Linked DNA regions of Mus musculus: region 1 is linked to region 2. A link is a contact called in public Hi-C data. All regions are on one chromosome and are shown on one strand. Each heading gives the region's core, a stretch centred on a gene start, on an enhancer-like site or on the middle of the called end of the contact. The rest is flanking DNA. Distances are from core to core; before and after follow the strand shown.

Region 1 (5,148 bases), core at 2,512-5,011, 260 kb before region 2:
CAAGCAACCGCTTTACATTTTCCCTTTGCAATCACTTGTCTGATAAGTGACAATAATTCCTGAGACCCACCAGTGACCTAAAAGTCTATATGGATGAGGTCCCACACTTAAACTACTACCCCAAGTGATGCTAGTCTCCACCAAGTCTAGACTACCCTGCACCATGTCCACAAGTACAATCAAGATAACATGTTTTGAGGCTGGAATGACTAAGACCTAAACATGTCCCCAAAAGGAATGTTAACAGATGTTTAAACTATTCCTCTGGAGTGTCATGACTTATGTCATAATTCTACCCTAAAAATATCTGTGCAAGAATGTATCTTTCTGTGACTCGTTAATTTATTAGCAGGTTGACAACTTGACATTTAAAATTAAAGGGTAGCAGTTATGAGTTTAGATTTACTCTTATGAGGTCCCTTTTTGGCCCTTGGTAATAGAGAAGTAAAAGGCTTCATGGATATTCACAATAACGTTAACTTGAAGGACATGCAGTATAGCTCCCTACTAGAGATTGTAGAATAAATGGGTCCATACATTTATTTTGCACCATGAAAAATGACTGTGATTCTTTACATGTCGATTTTTATTACTACCAATGTTTTGTCATGAAACACAGGCATGACCTAAAGGTTAGCAATTTCTAATATTTGTACACAGTGTAATAATTTCTTAAGATACTCCTTTGGGCATTAAATTAATACATGGACATTACAGAAAGGATCCAGAGATCACAAAACGGAATTCTAGGAGCGTCTCTTTAGTGACTAACAGACTTGCCTCACTTTCAGAGAAAACCAGTCTGAGCTATACGGTACAGAACATACAATCTTCATAATAATATCCAACAATGAGTGGATAAGCATACTGATACAGCAGCTGTGAATATATGATGTGCACTATATATGCACATACATTTTAAAAATAAGTATTTCAATACTTATTTAGGCTGCTGTTAGAAGTCAATGCATGATTTACATGCTCTATGACATTACATATAAATCAGGCAAATACTCAAATTTTACAAATAAGCGACATGAAGCTGGTCTGACAAACCAAGCATATGTAGTTAACTACCTTACAAGCAGTGTCTACTGGGTTCCTACTTTGCAACTTCAGACCTTTGTATCCCTTTTGGTACTGCCATTGCTAGGTCTTCTAAGGGATTATAAACAAATCTGAAATCACTTTATTGTGTGACAAATTGTAGAAATGGAGAAAAAGATATAACAAGAAGAACAAAGTCAAGATCCTAGCTGAATTAGACCAATTTTACCTCAGAGGAAAATCAAAATTCAGTTGAAGATGGAATGTGGCTTTAATCTCTAAATAACCATAGTATCAACCTTGAGAAAAGAACTGTAGGCATTCCTTTCATGGATTTCGCCCTCCAGTGCTCCAAGGAGCACCAAGGTTGTATGTGTGCATGCATGCCTGTGTGTGTGTTTATGTGTGAGTGTGTGTGCTTATGTGTGCGTGCATGTGTGTGTGTGTGTGCGTGCGTGCGTGCGTGCGTGCGTGCGTGCGTGCGTGTGTTTAAGTTCTGGAATCACACTGCAGAGCAGAAAGAGGCACATGCATGTTTCCTATTTCAGGCCCCAACTATGACTGTGACAATGACTTAGATCTTGGGAACAGAACCAAGGGCATGCTCACTTCTATCAGGAATGCACATAACACAGGAGAGATTGTCCTAGGAAGTAGCAAAGGCAAATGACAAAACTCACAAGCAGCTCTTCATGGAAAGAAAAACAAAATGACAAAATACAAGTATAAAAAAACTACGCAAACTTTCAAGGGAATGAGCAGTTTTGAGCAAGTAGCTCAGCTTGAAGCATATCCTCTTAATGCTTTGAATATTGTTACCTATTAATAATTACTATGTTGGCATTCTTCTTCTCAGACTATTTGAGTCCCATTAATCAACTAACAGTCATGCATTAAGAATCCTGTGTTTTCTTTAGGAAGATTGGGGAAGAAAACTGTTTCAGATGCTGCCCTATTTCATTTGCGGACAGCATTTGTTAGAGAATTACTATACTTGGGAAATGAGAAGCCAAATGGCAGAGTGTATCTCTACAGCAAGGATAGGCTACCTCCCATCTCTTGCTCTGCTCTGACTCCTCTGCAACACAACGGTAGTGACAGCATCTTTCCCATCAGGTTGTTCTAAAGGTAGGCTATGTGATGGCTGTATCTGGCACATCCTCACAAAATGCTACAATATGATATCCTTTCTAATACGTTCAATAGAGTATAATGAATAAATAAGGCATTTTATTATATTTCTAACAGACTGGAAAGTTATTAGAGTCAAGGCCCTCCAAGTGCACCCTACTTTACTTTCCCTGTAATTAGTACACCCAGGCCATCTCAGCCCCAAGTCCGTCCTAAGCAGACAGACAGGAGAGGCAACTCAGTTTTTACTTACTAGGCCATTTTTCTACAGAAACTGTTTATCAAGGCTGTTAATTCATGCCATGCTAAAATTCTGAATAGTAATGTCATACTAGAACTTTATCTCTAATTTCCTTTTCAGTCACAACAGTAAAGTGTGTGCGTCTGCTTATCCTCCGCCCCAAGACAATGACAATCATGTGACAGCCTACTAAAAACGCTTTTATCAGGGTGCGTTTCATAAAACCACCCGCCTGCCTCAATGGAAGTACTTCAGAGGTTATGACAACATCTGCAGAGAGTTTTGTAATAGTTCGTGCACAGCAGCCAATGTGTTCCTGTTTATGAGATCCTCTGGACTTCAGTCATTTATTTGTTCACTCCAATAATCATTATATTGTGTTGATGACTACAAGAAACATTCAAGAAGCAACTGTTCTGGGCCAAACATTTTTTCTAACTCTTTGAGGTTTGAGCATTAGCATCATGTGCAAGATTTTAAGGATACTAAGACAAAGTGGAGAAACAGACACGCTGATCCCAGTTCCAAGCCCTCCCTGAGGAACCTAGACATAGATGCTGACTGATTTTGTAATTGTTGCATTAACCAAAACAGCATAACCATATTCTAGCAAACTTGCACAAACACTGAACCAAGACATGTTCATTCAGTTTAAAGTCACTCTGGCTACAAACACTTGAAGAACTGTAATGGAAACTATGAAGGTTCAACTCTTTATCCTACCTCCAGTCTGTCTGTCCGCATTAACTTCTGTGCAGCAGCTGCGGCAGCTGCTGGCACTGGAACTCCAGGATTCCCCGTGACCAACATTGGTGCAGTCGGCAAGATCTCTGCTGGAACCAGGCTTGGGGAAACAGGCCCCAGGTAAGGGTTAAAGGCTGCTGATGCACTGGTGGCTAAGCTTGGTGCAACTGAAAACATTGGCTGCAAATTGAAACAAAAAGCAAAACTTAATGGCAAGTCTCCATTCCAAATTGATACTCTACTTACAGAGTTATCATTTATTCTTCATCTATCATTCATTCTTTCTTCCTTAACTTCTATTTAATTCTGTCTTTAATTTAGTCTAAGAAGATTTCAGTATACTGATATTTGCTAAGTCATTGTTTTTCTCCAAATCTAGCAGGCAGAATATGCATTCATATCTCCAGAGGGGGTTCGAAGATTGGCATCTAGAATACTTGTGGTTTAACGTCTTAAATATCTTAGTACAGACACTTGTTTGTGCTCACCCAGTCTCCACCTTTGTGACTCAATCCTAGAAATGTGTCTGAGAAACACACTGTGTAACTGCTGTCAGATATAGTGGAAAGGTCTGTTCTCAAGTGTTAACAGGATATAAGTGCCTATCATCTGAGCAGACACAGATGTCCCAGGGGATCACAGAGCCCCACAGCCAGCACATTGACCAAATCTGTGGGCTGTGAGAGGTGATGATTACACTGTCTTTTGAGCACAGAAGAGATAGCATTTGGCCTGGTCACTTGATGTCGGTTTCTCAGAAGAAAGGTTCAGTGTTCTACAAGCCCATCCCATACTTGTGGGGCACTCAGCAATGGAAATTAACCTTCTCCAGAAAATGTCTGGAATGTGAAGCCTGACAGAACATTTCCCAGGAAATGCCACAGAATTATTAAAAAACATGGGATGGGCTGTCAGCGGGCAGGACACACTGGGGTGATGCTACTGCATTCAATGGAGAGAAGCCAGGGATCTACTATGTGTAAATGGCATTCTTTAATATGAGAGCATAAGGTCCCAAAGGACTATACCATGGTTGAGCATCCATCCTACATGACAGCTCTGCATTGTGTACACATCTGTACTAAGAACAATATGAACGATAGACTATTTAATGTATACATTGATTCACTGGGAAAAATTTATAACATAGCATAGCTCACACTGATACATTCACCCTAACATAGCTAGTCCTCCAAGCATGTGCTTTGAACACCATGTTTAATTACTCTGACAGGTCTGTGGCCCTTGACTAATGAAGTAGCCTAGAATAAGTCTTTCCATTTCAAACCTCAAGCCTATTCCAATGCGAAGCAGCTGCCCTCAGGAAATACAAAAATTCCATGTGTATTATGAAGAAGGATCCATGTGTAAAACTGGGTCCAGTGGCATTTGTCTCTCCACAAAACCCTGAACAGCAGCTAACTTCAGGCTTTCCCTTTGTGTGCTAGAGGCCAGGGCAGCACCATGACAGGGTCAGTCCTGCATGGTGATCATGCATTAAACTTCTGTCCAAGAACATTCTAGGCAAATGTGTGTTCTGTTGCACACAGTCAGATACAGGGTATGGAATCTCAGACCACATAGAAGAATTGTTATAAATTTAGCAGAGTCCTAAAAGATTGAAAGCTAATTAATATCCTTTCTCTTTGCATTCATAGCTGTAAATTAAAATGAGTTCCAAGAAAGCCCACTTGATACTTACTATAGCAAGCTACTGAAATGTTTATGTCACTGTATACTATAGGAATTACTTAAGGCAAATGCCTTCATAAAGACATTCAGGATGAAGAAATTTTTCCCTGACTTGACACAATAATGACAGCACACCAATAAAATCAGCCTCGTTAAATCTCACCAAGTTAAATACAGTGAAAACCTACATATGGATAGAATGTAGCTGTCACCAATTATGAACACTGTGTTAGGGGTGGGTTACAGCTCAGAGTGGATCCTAATGTAGGAAAGCCAGTGACCATGGCCACTCC
Region 2 (5,374 bases), core at 1,076-3,575:
TTCATGACTGGTTTCAGATTGGTTTTGACTAAATTTGAGGAATATGATTGAAATGAGCGTCATTCCTATGAGATCAGTTTGTGCTCTCTGAGCTCTTCTACTAATGCAATTATAAAGCACACACATTTGTTTGGCCTTGTATGTATAAATTACCATAATAATTCTGATACATATCCACTGTGGTATGTGTATTAACACTTTGACATTTCTATTGTTAAGGAAATCTGTGTTCTAAGAAAATATTGTACTTTATTGATGCACTGTTGATGAGTATGTGAAATTCATCTAGGTTCAGGGTATTCTAATGAAGCTGCCAGGGACATGTTATGCATCTTTGATTGAATGTATGTTTTCAAATTTCTTAGGTAAATATAAAAGGGAGATGTACTACTAACAATATTTGCTGAAATTATTTTCAAATTTACTAGGTCACTTCATGTTGCTCTGAGAGGTATGGAGCGATTCTGAATGTGCTACACTCTCCCTGGTTCTTGAATGTGGAAGATGTTTGAAAGGTTGAGCCATTCCAGTACAATTTTACTGGGTGTCATTGCAGCATTCAACACACACTAACAGAAATTATTACGTATCTTTGCCTTTTCATATATACTCTTTTTACCATTCATACATCTTTCTCTTATGAAAAGTGCATATCCCTGACTGTTTTGCCTGTTGTAGTGTCTCTTTTCCTCCTATTGGGTTGCTTTGTCCAGCTTAATATGATGGTTTTTTTTCCTTGTATTATTATGTCTTGTGTTGTCAAGTTTCATTTTGTCTTTTGGAAGCCTACTCTCTTCAGAAGGGAGACAGAGGGGGAGAGAGTCTTGGAGAGAAGAGAGAAGAGGGAGGGAGCTAAGAGAGTGGGAATATATCAACTGTGGTCAATATATATTGAATGAGAAAAATAAACCTACTTGAAAGAAAAAGAGAAAAGGATGAGTAAGAGACTCATCCTCCACTTGATATACAAGTTCTTTTAAAAAAAATTTGAAGACAATTTTTTGGGTACAGTATAGCTTTTAAAAGGTACTTTAGAGAACTGTTACTCTTTTTATAAAATAATTATATTTATTGTTGTGCAAGTGCAAAGTTTCTAAGACCCTGACCTTTGCTTAATTCTGGAACGAGGGTCACAGAGTCGCCTGCACCCCACCCCCCACTCCATGACTCCACTGCAACTGCTGCACTTTCCCACTTCTCTGTGCACATGTTCCTGTTCACCTTATATAAACTGCTCTCCTGGCTTAATGTCTCTGACACTCAGGGGTAGCCATTTTGTGTCTTGGATAAATAAATTTCTCTAGGGAGACCTTGCTTTGTGTTTGACTCTCTTGTAACTTTGTCTTATTTAGGGTCTCCATGGCAGTGAAAAGACACCACAACCCTGGCAATTCTTATAAAAGAAAATATTTAATGATGGCTGGATTACAGTTTTATAGGTTTATTCCATTATCATGGGGCCAGGAAGCATGTCAGCATGCAGGCAGACATGGGGCTAGAGGAGCTGAGAGTTCTACATCTTGATCCACAGGCAGCAGAAGGGGACTGTCCCACTGGGCGTGGCTTGAGCATATAGAAAACCTCATAGGCTGTCTCCACAATGACACATTTCCTTCAACAAGGCCATGCCTACTTCCACAGACCCACACTTCCTAATAATGTTACTCTCTATGGGCCTCTGGGGGCCAATAGGATTCAAACTACCACATTCTTACTCTCCTGAAATGCTTGGGTACCCAATCATTTGTTATTTGCATATATGTGTGAACATGCATATACCACACCCTCATGTAGAGGTTAGAGGATAACTTGGTGGAGTTAGTTCTCTTTTTTCACTATGTGGACACTAGGAATATACCTCAGTTCATCTGGCTTGAGGGCAAGTCTATCTGTTGAGTCACCTTTCATGCTCCGGAATACTATGGTTTAAATTAAATACAACATTAATTAAATTTGCTGAGTTTATTCTGTTCCCTTCTAGTGATTTGTAAACTTTGAGCTTACATTTACCTCTATGTTGGATAGTAGATCCCTCCAGATTGAAACATTCCATCTGCCACGGAAACACCTTAAGCCAGAAGAAGTAAACAACTCAAAATAGCTTCAGGAAGTCTCCCAAACTCATCAGATTCTCTATTTCTCTGGGTCCCCAAGATTATATAAACAACAACAAAACAAAAGACCACTGACAGTCACTATTAGACAAACCAAGTATCAAAAAAGATTCTGAGATCAGAGCAGCTGCCTGGAAGAAGCAGAGACATTAGGAGCTTCCTGGAAGAGGTTTAGACCAAATGAGTCACCTGGAAAGAATGCAGTCCAGCATGTTGAAGTGCTTTCAGGCTTTGCAGTGTGTTCCAGGTCCACAGATTTTGTGAACTGGCACTCATGCTAGAATGGGCTTTGTTGATACAGTTGTCTTTGAGTTCTTTCTGATCCTGTAAGTAACTACTCTACCATATTCTTGTAAGCAACCCAAATAAAACAAATTGGTTGACCAAGTTGGACTTTGGTAGTATCCTTACTTTTGTTTGTCTAGGACTCCCTATCTGGAATAATTAGATGTGTATGTGGGGTGTGTGTGTGTGTGTGTGTGTGTGTGTTGCACCTCCCTAGAAAAAGTCTTATCATACAACACTCTGCTTAATTTATGTTACATTCATTAAAATTACATTATGTAAATATGTACAAACATATATACTTACACACATATATGCACATATGTGTGACTGTGCATATATATGTAGATGATAAAGATTTGAGCCCTTTTCCCACATGGCACCTTATTTAAACATTAACTGACCATCAACATATGCTTTCTGTTTGGAAGTTTTATAGTTGTACAGCATTCTTTTACAACAATAAGACTAGTGTTATTTTAAATACATTTGCTTATTTAATTATTACCTCTTTATGTGATGAGCCTTTGGTGGCTACTGCCATTGATCTCTGCGTGAAAACTCTTTTCACCTGACTAGAGCTCCTATGTTCATGTTAGATATTGTCTGCTGTTCCCCTGGAAGTATACCCCACTCCCCCCTCTTACAATGAAGCAGTGCAAGGCAAAGCAAAGCTGTGCAAAGGACTCTCCCTAATACACCTTTGCAAATGTGAGCTTTATCCTTATGTCTTTGGGATTCAATTATCTCAAAGGAAAAAAAAAAGGTGGATGAAGAAGAGGAGGTAGAAAATAAAGAGGAATAATGGCATAGAATAAAATTAACAATATTTCGGTTTTATCTGAAATAGTATTTGAAACATGGTTGTGCTGTTTGTATATTAGAAAATTATCCTTAGGGCATGGGAGGCCTTAGAGTCATAATTATTATAGATAAGCAGGGCATTAATGCTTTATAGCAATGATGGTTAATGCTAATAATATTAACTGGACAAAACTTAGAATCAATTGAGAGCATCCTGAGGATGCCTGTAAGGGATTCTCTTCAGTACATTAATTAACTCCCACAGGGGATCTTGACCTGTACATAAGTGGAGAAGGTTCATGGACTACTTGAAAGTGGAGAATGCTAGTTGAACACTACCATGAATGCATTCCTTAATCTTTGCTTCTCACTAGAGTCATAATGTGATAAGCTCCCTCAAACACATTCCACTGTGACCTTTCTTGGATGAGGGACTGAACTTGGAAATGTGAGCTAAGTAAGCTCTTTCTTTTCCTTTCTTTCTTTCTTTCTTTCTTTCTTTCTTTCTTTCTTTCTTTTTTTTTTCATTATACTTTCTTTTTCCCCCAACTAAATCACTTAGGAGTCCTTAGAGAAATGATCAAAAACTACAACTCTAGACAAACAAGGCTGAAAAAAGCATTTTTCACACTGCATAATGAAACCAACCCTACAGGAAACATAATAATAATAACGTTCATGGTTGGGTCTAGTTTTAGAGATATAAAAATCCTTCATACAAATTTTATAACCTAAAGGAAAGAAGGAGTAAAAAGCCAAAGACAGAATCCCAAACGCCTTCAGGGGTGTAGTGATGATCCAGAAATATCCCAGAACCCTTCAATAAACCAAAGGAAAAACCTTGAAGATGACCTTCATGGTCATGGAATGTCATGCAACAGTCCTAAGGTTGATTGTATCTGCAAGCTGTCATCAGTTTCCTCAGTTTGTGGGTGTCCTGTTAGGCCTGAGGCAGAGGGTTGCTTTGTGATCTGCTCATGTAAACAAACAGCATAATTGGAGGACTAGTGGTTTCATTAGTTGGAATATTTTATCGCAGCAAAGGAAAAAAAAAAAAACAAAAAACAAGACAGAAGTGAGGCCATTGCTATCATATTCTGATTTGAAGCCCTTGGGGTTGGGTTTTATTCATTCATTTATTTTTACTTTTTAAAGAATGTGAAGAATTTTAAAGCTTTGGGCTGGAAAAGCCGTTGCATGAGAGATACTGAACTTAATGGGGCTCTTCTAATGGGAACTTGGAAGAGAGTATTGCTGAGAGAAATGTAGACTGTGGAGATGAGCTCCTGCAACTTTGGGGAACAAGGATTCTATCTGGACCTGGGCTTGGATCATTATGTGGTGTTTTTATGAAGAACCTGGCTTCATTCTGTAATATTCCACCATGTCCTGGATAACTTGAGTGAAGTTACACATAAAGATAATGGACTAATCTGTTTGTTGATGAAAGGTATATCAATAGGGTTAAAGTTATGTACAAACCATGCAGACAACAAAGCAACTGTAACTGTTAAACTAGATTAACACCATTAAAGAACAACCCAGTGCTTTGCATTAGGGCAACAGGAAAGCAAGTTATTTCTTTATGTCACATGAAAGTTGACATAATTGATCCAAGTGTGCTAAGCCATAACTTGAACTGGCAGCAGAATTTGACAGCATTGTACACATGCCCTTGGTTTCTAAAACCTCAAAGATGAAGAATTGAGGTGGTCATGGAGAACAGGTGATGCCAGGCATGTGTGGCAAGGCTGCAAGTCCTGTGGAGAGGCTCTAAGAGATGATGGAGCAAAGCTCTGAAGTCTAAACTGCAGTGGAGAGACCACTGGACTATTGGAGCTGACAGGCTCACAGACAGTCAATAAAGGTAGTTTACAGGTTTGCAGTGGAGTCGGCCCCAGAGTCCACACTGCTGAAAGCAGGAAAACAGAAGGGCAGAGCCTGGAGATTACTTTATGAACTCTGGGTAATGGAAATGAAATGAAAGATTATTTTTCATTCCCTGCTGGGTCTTGGGTTTGCTCTAGTTTGATAATTCCTTTGGATTCCAAGATTTCCCCTTTTGGAAATAAGGACATTTACTCTGTCATGAAATACTGGAAGTACAGGATTTGTTTTAGAGGTTATAGGAGCTCACAGGTGAGGGACTTTGGATTTTTAAAGTGTTGACT

The links. A called contact is a pair of places that touch in the nucleus more often than the background predicts.
Region 1: a contact with region 2 is called in a Hi-C map of muscle stem cells, with 2.1 times the contacts expected there. The contact joins two enhancer-like sites. A contact is called at or near these places in 1 of 15 datasets of contacts at CTCF or cohesin (CD8 T cells), 7 of 484 Hi-C or Micro-C datasets (CD4 single positive thymocytes, the HL-1 cell line, double positive thymocytes and 4 more), 1 of 115 datasets of contacts at active chromatin or transcription factors (cardiomyocytes) and 1 of 9 other capture datasets (embryonic stem cells).

What each region holds. Positions count from the first base shown.
Region 1 is chr3:60,601,889-60,607,036 of GRCm38.p6, reverse strand. Mbnl1 (muscleblind like splicing factor 1) reads right to left here. Exons shown (of 10, transcript NM_020007.4): 4 at 3,143-3,343. Among named protein-coding and RNA genes, the nearest start is that of Mbnl1, 100 kb to the right of the region's middle. Within about 2 kb of position 3,761, at least 84 of the 459 cell types and tissues checked have an H3K27ac peak or open chromatin away from gene starts, as enhancers often do. A contact at or near this core is called in muscle stem cells, where this site is marked.
Region 2 is chr3:60,343,557-60,348,930 of GRCm38.p6, reverse strand. No RefSeq gene overlaps it. Among named protein-coding and RNA genes, the nearest start is that of Gm33650, 37 kb to the right of the region's middle. Within about 2 kb of position 2,325, at least 56 of the 459 cell types and tissues checked have an H3K27ac peak or open chromatin away from gene starts, as enhancers often do. A contact at or near this core is called in muscle stem cells, where this site is marked.